Regions from separate parts of the Manis pentadactyla genome. Here region 1 is linked to region 2. The links are chromatin contacts, called in public Hi-C maps. All regions are on one chromosome and are shown on one strand. Each heading gives the region's core, a stretch centred on a gene start, on an enhancer-like site or on the middle of the called end of the contact. The rest is flanking DNA. Distances are from core to core; before and after follow the strand shown.

Region 1 (4,024 bases), core at 1,068-3,567, 170 kb after region 2:
AGCCAGAATCAGAGGACAGCCCCACCCTACACTGGAAGAGCCCCCAGTTTGACAGGAGAGGTACAGCCCTTGCTTTTTGGGACTTCTTCATCTGGTGGGTGAGACACCACCTCATCCAGAGTAGTTTCTGCCCTCAGAGGCAAAGAGAACCGACAGAAAATAGACCAGTGAAATTCTCTGTCAAGTGCAATCGCAGTTTGGGTTTTGGCAAGAGGACCAGGGGGCAGACCTGGAGTGAATTCCACACCCAGGAAACACTCCTCTGGGGACCCCTGATGATGACATGGCAGGACCTTACTTGCACTATGAGGTTGGAGTTGCTATTCCCATTTCACAGATGAGGACACCAGGACTCAAAGATTACATCACTATAAGGCTAAGTCACATAGGGTCAGCCCTCCCATTCCAACGCACACTCCTGGCCTTACAGACCAGATGTGTCCCTTTATAGGGGTTTTATCCAAGCCCCATCCCCACCAGAAATCTCCTGTAAGACTGTGAAGCAGCAGACAGCCTCTGCTGGGTCAACTATGGCAGCAGGCAACAACCTGGACGAGGCCACCTGGAGAGGCTGTGGGAAGGGCCTGCAGGACAGCCTGACCTGGCTGCAACACAGGCCAGCTCATAAGGGTGTCAGGGAGTAGACAAGGTTTCCTGAGGGCAGCCGCCTGGTGTGTTTACTCAGCTTCTGAAGGGAGGACTTGCTTTTTGTTTGTGTTACCAGCACCAGGAGACCAGCTCACAGCTGGTAGCATCTGGATTTGCTGCTGACCCTGGGGTGAGGATGGGGGAACGCCAAAGGGCTCCAAAAGGGCTTGGGGTCTTCACACCCCCTGTTCTGGCCCTGGCCACACCCACAATATGCGCGGTGCCCTGGCCTGCTAGGCCCCAGATCAAGGGTGGAGGGACAGCCAGGAGGGGATGCTGGGCTCCAGGCTGCAAACCTGTGTGTTCTTGGCCCTGGGGATCACGGATGGCTGAATGGCTGAAGGAGGGGGAGAAAGACTGCAGGTGGGGATGGAGAAGGGAAGGGTTCTTCCACACAGTGGCTAAGAGCAAGCAGCAAAGGGAATTATTGTTTTGAGGAAAGGGGCAGATCCAGACGTGAGTCGAGGCTTCTCCACGACAGGATTGGGGTGGAGGTTTTCGAGGGGAGTGAAGCCCCAGGCTGGGGGCTGGGGTGGGATTCCCCGGCGTCGCTGGCCTCCGGGAAGCCGCGAGCGAGCGCACGGGGAGCGGGTTCCGGACGCTCCGCTCAGCTGCCGCGAGCGCCCGGGGCGGGAGCCGCCTGCCCAGGTCCTGTGGGGCTCGAGCTGCGCGCAGCCGGGAGAGGAGAGGAAAACAACAGGCGGGGAGGGAGGGAGCGGGAGGGAAGGCGGGAGCGAGGGACGAGGGGGCCGCCCCATGCCTGGACAGGCTCCGCGCGCTGGGGACCCAAGCCTGGGGCTCTCAGGGTCCCCAAGGTCGGAGAAAGCCCAAGCCCCCTGACCTGGCAGGTCATCAGCTCCACAACCCACCGCCCACTCGCCTTCCGCGCATCCCGGGGCGCGCGGAAAGGGTCGAGTAACCCTTGGCGATCCGCTGGTGGCCTTTACCCTCGTGCTCGTCGCACATCCCGCCACCAGGCGCTGGTGGGTGGGCCAGCCAAGCACCCTCTCCCCGCCCCTATTAACCCCTTCGGTACAGCCTCGGTCCTCGGACCCGCCCTCTCCCCCCAGCCTCCAGGCGTCTCCTCCGTGCCGGGGATGCTGGGGGGGAAGGAGAAAGTTTCCGGGCTCGGGAGCTTCCCGCGCTCTCCCCCAATCCTCCAGGCCCCCGCCCCTCCGCGCAGCTCCCCGCAGACCACTCACCAGATAGAGGCTGCCCTGCACTAGGAACACGAAGCAGCAGCGGGTCAGTTGCATCTTCCTCCTTTGCTCTCGTGCGCCTTTCTTTCCTCTCTTCCTTTCGGGGTCCCAGGCCCCGTCCTCACCTCAGCTCTTCAGGCGCGCCGTCCCATGCTCCAGTCCCCGGCGACTCTCCGCCCTCCCCTCTGCCAGCCGCCCAGGACCGACCCCACCCCCTTCGGTCCAGCTGTGTAGCCGCCGCCCCCTTCCCCTGGTCCAGCTGCGCGCCGCGCGGCCCCCTCTCGAGGTTCCAGATGTGCGCCTCGAGCGCTTCGAAGGGCCCCAGCTGCGCGGTGGCTCTGCGGCTCCAGATCTGCGCTCGGCGCCCCCTCGGTTCCAGCCGCGCAGCTCTCGCCCAGATGTGCTGGGGACCCGCGCGCGCGCCCGTCCCCGGTGCTAATTCCCCAGACCAGACGGCCCCTCCCGCCCCGTCGCGGCGCGCCCCCTGGCGGACGCCCCCGGCCGCGCCGAGCCCCGCCGCCCGCTCCCCGCGCAGCACCCCGCCAGACTGGAGCGCTCCTGGCGCCCAGGCGGCTCCAGCTTCCTCGTCCCTCCCACCGGCGGCGGCGGCGGCGGCGGCGGCGGCGGCGGCGGCAGGTACAGTGAGCCCAGCCGGTACCTACGGAGTTAACTCCTCCCATGCCGGCCCGCAGCCCGGGGACCCAGGACGAAGGGGATAGGACGCGGGGGCGGAACAACTCTTGGCGAGGAAGGGAGAGGGAGAGGGTGGTGGCCCTGGAAGAGGAACCCCACCTTTTCTACCCCTCTGACAGGGCGGATTCCGTGGCGGGTATTGGGAATCCACTGCCCTACCCTGAACCCCAGGAGACCTGGAATCTGGAAAGAGTATTTTTCCAAGCCCATTCCAACAGCCGGAAAAGGTCAATAACGTATCCTGTTGCCATACCCGAAAGTCCACTTTCTCTCCGTAAGACTTTGTTCTGTGCTGAGGGAAGTTCTTCTAGGTGTCTAGCCTGTACTCCTTTTGTTACAATGTCAGTTCCTTTCCTCTTCTACTTTACTCAGAGGGGCTGGCATAGCGCCCACCCCACCACCCCAATTCTCAGTCTAATCACTGTGACAGGAAACTTCTGGCCAGAGCCCTGGGCTGAAAAGTTCCCTAGGGACCAGGCTGGATTCTCGGGCGGGGTCAGGAGTAAGCCTGTGAAGGTGGGGAGGCAGGTGAGCAAGGCCTCCCTGGAGGCTGTCCCTCCATCTTTCACTACCTACTTTCCCTGTGACCCAGGGAGTGATGAGCCCGAGATGTGGGGCGCTTATCCCAGTGGGGTCCTGGGTTATCTTTGGTCTCTGTAAACTTTCAGGGCAAGGAGGAAGAACAAGACCCTGATTTGAGATTATCAAATGGGTCCCATCCCCCATCACCCCCACTCATCTCCATGTTTCCTTCCTAGAATTCCAGGGCTCTTTTAGACCTTAGAAAAATCCAAGGTCAGGTCCTAGCAACACCTGGAGGCTGTGAGGGTAAGGAGGTACCCAGTATTTGGAGTGCCCCAGCCTGGGCTGAGCCCATGGATTCAGATGGGTGGGCACTGCTCTATAGCCCTGGAGGCCCAGCTCAGTCCCCGCTGCAGCCCCCAGCACGCACCCAGCCTCCTCCCCCACCATCTGCCAGGCGGGTGCACGGGGAATGCAGATGAATCTTAATATCAGCTTGGGCCAAATGTGATGAGGGAGCCGGATTCTGCAGAACCCAGACAGCACCATAGAGCCCCTTGCATTCCCCAGGCACCTTGGATGGTACCAGCATGCAGCAGCCCTTCCCTAGCAGTGGTAAGGGGTGCGCGTGTCTAATCAAAGACCCCCATAGCCAGGGGAGGAAGGAACAGATAAATCCTCATCTGGCCTCTGAGCCTCTGGTCTGGCTGGGAGGAAGAAGCTGTCGGCCTGAGCGTGGGCAGCTGATTCTAGCACTCAGCTAGGCAGAGGCATAGCGGGCCCCACTCCCTGTCGAGCTCCAGAAGGTCCTGTCCCCAGGAGAGCAATGTGGCCCAGCAGAAAGAGCACAGGTTTTCAGGCCTGATAGTCCTGGATTCCACTCCAGACCTGGCTGTGTGACCTTGGGCAGGTTGCTTTGGTTCTCTGATGCCAGTTTCCTGATCTGTTGTTGCAAGAACTAA
Region 2 (4,390 bases), core at 79-2,578:
GGGAAGTCTTACTGGTCATCTAGTCCAATTACCCCAATATTTGAATCCTGACCATCCCCCCTTCCTCGCTTGACTCTGGAATTCAGGTCTTCTCCCTGGCTTTCACCAATTTACTTACCATCCTACTCTAGAGCTGACTTAATTGGTCCCTCATTTCCTTCCCATAAAGCTTTGTATCTTACGTCCAAGTAGAGAACTTGCTAGCTCCTTCTCGTTATTTATATGCCTGTTTTTCCACATTAGACTGTGATTTCCTTAGGCCAGGGACAGGTCTAGTTAATTTTTGAATTTCCAGCAACCAGCAGGTATCGAGTAGTCAAAAAACATTTGTTGAATTCAGTTAAATTTGTTCTGTAGTCCTGGCTCTGGCGTTATCTAATTGAATGGCTTGGGGCACTCCATTAGGCTTCGGTGTGTTCAGCTGCAGAAAAGGAATGGGGGTGTCCTAGGTGATCCTATTAAATCCTATTTAATTGTAAAAAATTTCTGATTCTACGAACTGCATTTTGTAGGCGCTGTCCAACTAAGCAAATAAGATAAACATGACGGCGTAGACGCAACAGGCCTAAGTGGAATGAATCCCTGGGGAGTGGGCGCTGTTTCTCTACCACCCAGTCCTCTGCTTTGTTGTGCCCCCGACCCAGACAGGAAGGATGCTAAAACACCCCGCCTCTGCACCTATCAGCAACACGAGCCGGAAGGGCGGGGATTCGTGCCACCCAATCATGGTACCAGGAAACCGCGCCCCCACGGGACAGACTGCCAAGCCCAGCCAATCAAGAGAGGGGGGATCGTTCTCTTCAGCCAGTCGAAAAGCAGTAGGGCTGGACTCCCCCCACCCCGTCACCGCCCCCGCACGCGGGGTGGTGACTGTTGGACCCAAATGGGCGGTGTCACCAGCCAATCAATATCCCTCTAGATCTTTCAGCGACCAATTACCGAGAAGAACGCCTCCGATACAGGCAAGCAGAGGGCGGGAATAGATGCAAGCATAGGCCGAGGCCAGGGTCGGGCCCACATTTTTCTTTTGGGTATGGAGAGAAGAGAGGGCTGCTGAGCTGGGCGCGGGAAGTTGGAACCCAACCATCGTGAGGCGTAGCCAATGCGTCACGTTGCTCAATCGACTGTCCCTAGAATCCCGCCATCCTTTCTGTCCCGTTCCTCTCACCTTCCTTCGCGGCATTGCCGGCGGCTGCGGCCCGATGGTTCCGATTCGGGCAGCGGCGGCAGCAGCAGTAGGAACGGTGGCTCCGGCGGGCTCCGTGGCGGCCTCTGTAGCAGTCCCAACCTTGCGGACGATCCCAAGTGCCTCCTGCTTCACAGCGTCTAAAGCCTTCTGCGCAGGCGCCGCGGGCTGAGGCGCTTTTTCCTTCACTTCCGTCTGGTGCTCGCGTCACTTGACGTTACCGGCCAGAGAGGGTGCTGGGAGGTTCGCTCCACTGGTGAGGCCGGTGAGCGCCATTTTGGGATTGGGCAGAAAGTGGCACAGATAGTAGAAACCGGGATCAGCCATTTTTAGTTAGGGGACTCGCACCCTTTGTTGGGAGGGAGTAGCCATTCTCGCTTGGGACGAAGCCTGACAGTTGAAGTTAACGGTTCTCATCTTTATTTTGGGCAAAACCTCCCTACCCGGTCGATTTAATTTCTTAAATCGAGGAAAGAAACCCCCAGAATCCATCAAGTGGCTGAGATTTAACCCCTTTGTTGCCTACTTGGCCAAAGGACGTTTCCATTTATCATATAAGCTCATAGTTGGGAAGGGATATTTTGCACAAGAAACCGTATTTTGAGAGCCATCTTGCGTCTCAAAGTGCTGAGAATGGGGGCTCGTAAAAGGTGGTGTCCAGCACCAGCAAGTTTCTTGTCTGGTAGAGGAGACATTGCCCTTGCCCTTAGAGCACAGCAAGCAAGTTAGTCGTTTACGTCGCGGAAGGAGGCAAAACCATTCTCCAGAAGCTGTAGCTCCGAAGAATTCTCAATTTAGTTTGTGGTGAGCGCCGGCCTCCTTTCCCCATTCCGTACGGGTATGAGAGCCCTGCGTGGCCTCAAGGGGTGGGGATGAGTGCTGCACCAGAATCAGGGAAGCACTGAACACATTTAGCCCAAGTGACTTCTGGAAATACAGATGTGTGAGCCAGGAGTTGGCGGAGGGAAAAAGAGAAAGGAATATTTTTGGTGGAGTTGGAGCTAAAAAAAAAGGCATCGATATTTAAATAATAATAGTGCCTGCTTTGAAAGAACATAGGAAGGAGAAGTTGGTCGAGGACATAAGGCTGCAAGAAGAGCCATAAGAAAAGCTTGAAAGTGGAGAACGTGTGTTGAGGATTTAACCTCGCTGGAGGAAAAGCCTTGAGAGGGCCACAGCTTGGCCAAGAGCGACTGGATGGAAGGGAATACAGGCGAGCTCAGTCATTAAGTTAGGATCCTGGGCCCCTGTTTCACTTGAGGCCAACTAAGATGGAGGTATTGCCCCGGAGCAAAGCTAAAGAGCAGAGCAGCAGCAGGTAAACATCTTGGAACCTGAAGAGTTAACTTTCCCAGTCCTTTAACCAGCACCCTCCTTGGGGATAATATTCTGGGCTGGTGTTAACACAGGCAGCTTTTCGTATTTAGTATTTAGCTTTTAGTGTTTAGTGTAAATACTCTTGAATAACCTACTTTTAGTGTAAATACTCTTGAATGACCTACTTAGATTGAACTGCATTAAGAACTTCTTTGAAAAGTGCTCACGTTTCTTCTTTTGTATCCTTTCAGCACTTAAGCATTTAACACCATTACTGTTATTTTGCACTTACTGGTGTGTTCCTGAGGTTACTGTTGGATGTTCTGGCTCCCCGACTGGTGGTAAGGAGCTCTTATGTTAAGAGTATATCTCAATTTTTTGTACCATCCTTAATAGTGCCCAGGCCATGCTCTACCCACAGTAAATTCTTGCTAACCAATCAGAATATGTATACTCTTTAACAGTCTCTGAATGTATAGCACTCAAAGATGGTGAAGTATCCCTCCCTGGAAGTTAGCGTTTTAGAGAATAAGATCTAAATACCAGCAAATACAAATACCAACAACACAAGTGTTCAACGTTAGTTAATCCTTATACTGGATTCTCAAACACTGCAGCTAACACTAAAGAGTTTACAGTTTCATTTAGAAATGATTCTCGTCCTTTGAAAGTGTACGCTTTGGCAAAAAGATGGGGAAAAAACACCTATGGGATAGAAAGATGATCATAAGGAAAATGTGTACTTAAGATGAAAGTACAGCTGCTAATATATTTAGAATCAGGAAGAGGGAATCCTAAACGCTTTTTTCTTCTTCCTTTCTTGTTTGAACCAAATATAATCTTTATTTTGAGTGTCATTTTCATCATGACCCAATTAACTCTTGAAACAGGAACTAATGTTGGTTTCAGAGCCTTGTCCTTGCCCATCTTCACCTGCCAGACTTCACATAGCTCCACTGTTCTTCCTGTCTTTATGCTTTCACATGGGCTTTTCTTCCTTCCTGCATGCATTTCTCAACCTTCTTTAAAATGTACTGCCTCCAGAACATCTTTTTTTATTTATTCTTTCTAAGGTACTAGCATTCAACGATACGTTATTTTGCTATATTTATACTTTTCCTTATACAATTTGGTAGATGTTCTGTTCTGTTCCCCTTTCTCCTTCCCAAATAGATACAGGAACATACTCCTATTTATTTTATTCATCCGCTCTACTAGTGTTCAGTACAGGGCTTTAATATCAGATCTGCATTAGAATTTCAGCTCTGCCATGTTCTACCTGTGTTGCTCTTGGATGGGTTTTTAAATTGGTGCCTCGATTTTCTCACCTGTGAAGTGGGGACACTAACAGCTACCTCATAGGGTGGTTATAAGGATTAAAGGAGATGATTGTTATGAAGCACTTAGCATAGTTCTTGACAGTAAGTGCTCAGTAAATGGCTGTTATTGTTAATATTTATAATTCCAGTCACCCTAGTCATGGCTATAACATTCTAATGTTAGTGAATATATTTTTACATGGTCCAATGGTTGTTTGCTTTTGCCTGTTCAGCCTCACCTCACCTCAGCTCAAGAAACACAGACTGCTTACTCAGGCATTATACGCCAGGCATAGAGTCACACCACTATGGACAAAGTACCAGCCAGTAATCTCGTTTTCCTCAAACCCTCTAAAGTATCAATGGAAAAAAGAATGATGAGCAGGGCTCAGAAGTGGTACAGAGGAGGAAGCAGAGTATTCCATATGGAGGGTTCAGGAAAGGATTCATAGAAGTGAAATAAGAGTGGAATTTTATAGGACAAATAAATTCGCAGGTAGACAAGGAGAATAGGGGCTTTTCATGCAAAGGCAGCAGCATGTGCAGAAGTGTGGAGCACTTGCATGGG

The links. A called contact is a pair of places that touch in the nucleus more often than the background predicts.
Region 1: a contact with region 2 is called in a Hi-C map of fibroblasts, with 6 times the contacts expected there. The contact joins the promoter of NXPH3 here to the promoter of KAT7 in region 2. A contact is called at or near these places in 3 of 3 Hi-C or Micro-C datasets (blood, fibroblasts and skin fibroblasts).

The regions. Positions count from the first base shown.
Region 1 is chr4:165,909,766-165,913,789 of mManPen7.hap1, forward strand. It overlaps NXPH3 (neurexophilin 3), which reads right to left and starts at 2,318. Exons shown (of 2, transcript XM_036879777.2): 1 at 1,851-2,318. The coding sequence starts at 1,904.
Region 2 is chr4:165,740,514-165,744,903 of mManPen7.hap1, forward strand. It overlaps KAT7 (lysine acetyltransferase 7), which reads right to left and starts at 1,329. Exons shown (of 14, transcript XM_036879656.2): 1 at 1,169-1,329. The coding sequence starts at 1,183. It overlaps LOC118909310 (a long non-coding RNA gene), which reads left to right and starts at 1,451. Exons shown (of 4, transcript XR_005023571.2): 1 at 1,451-1,990.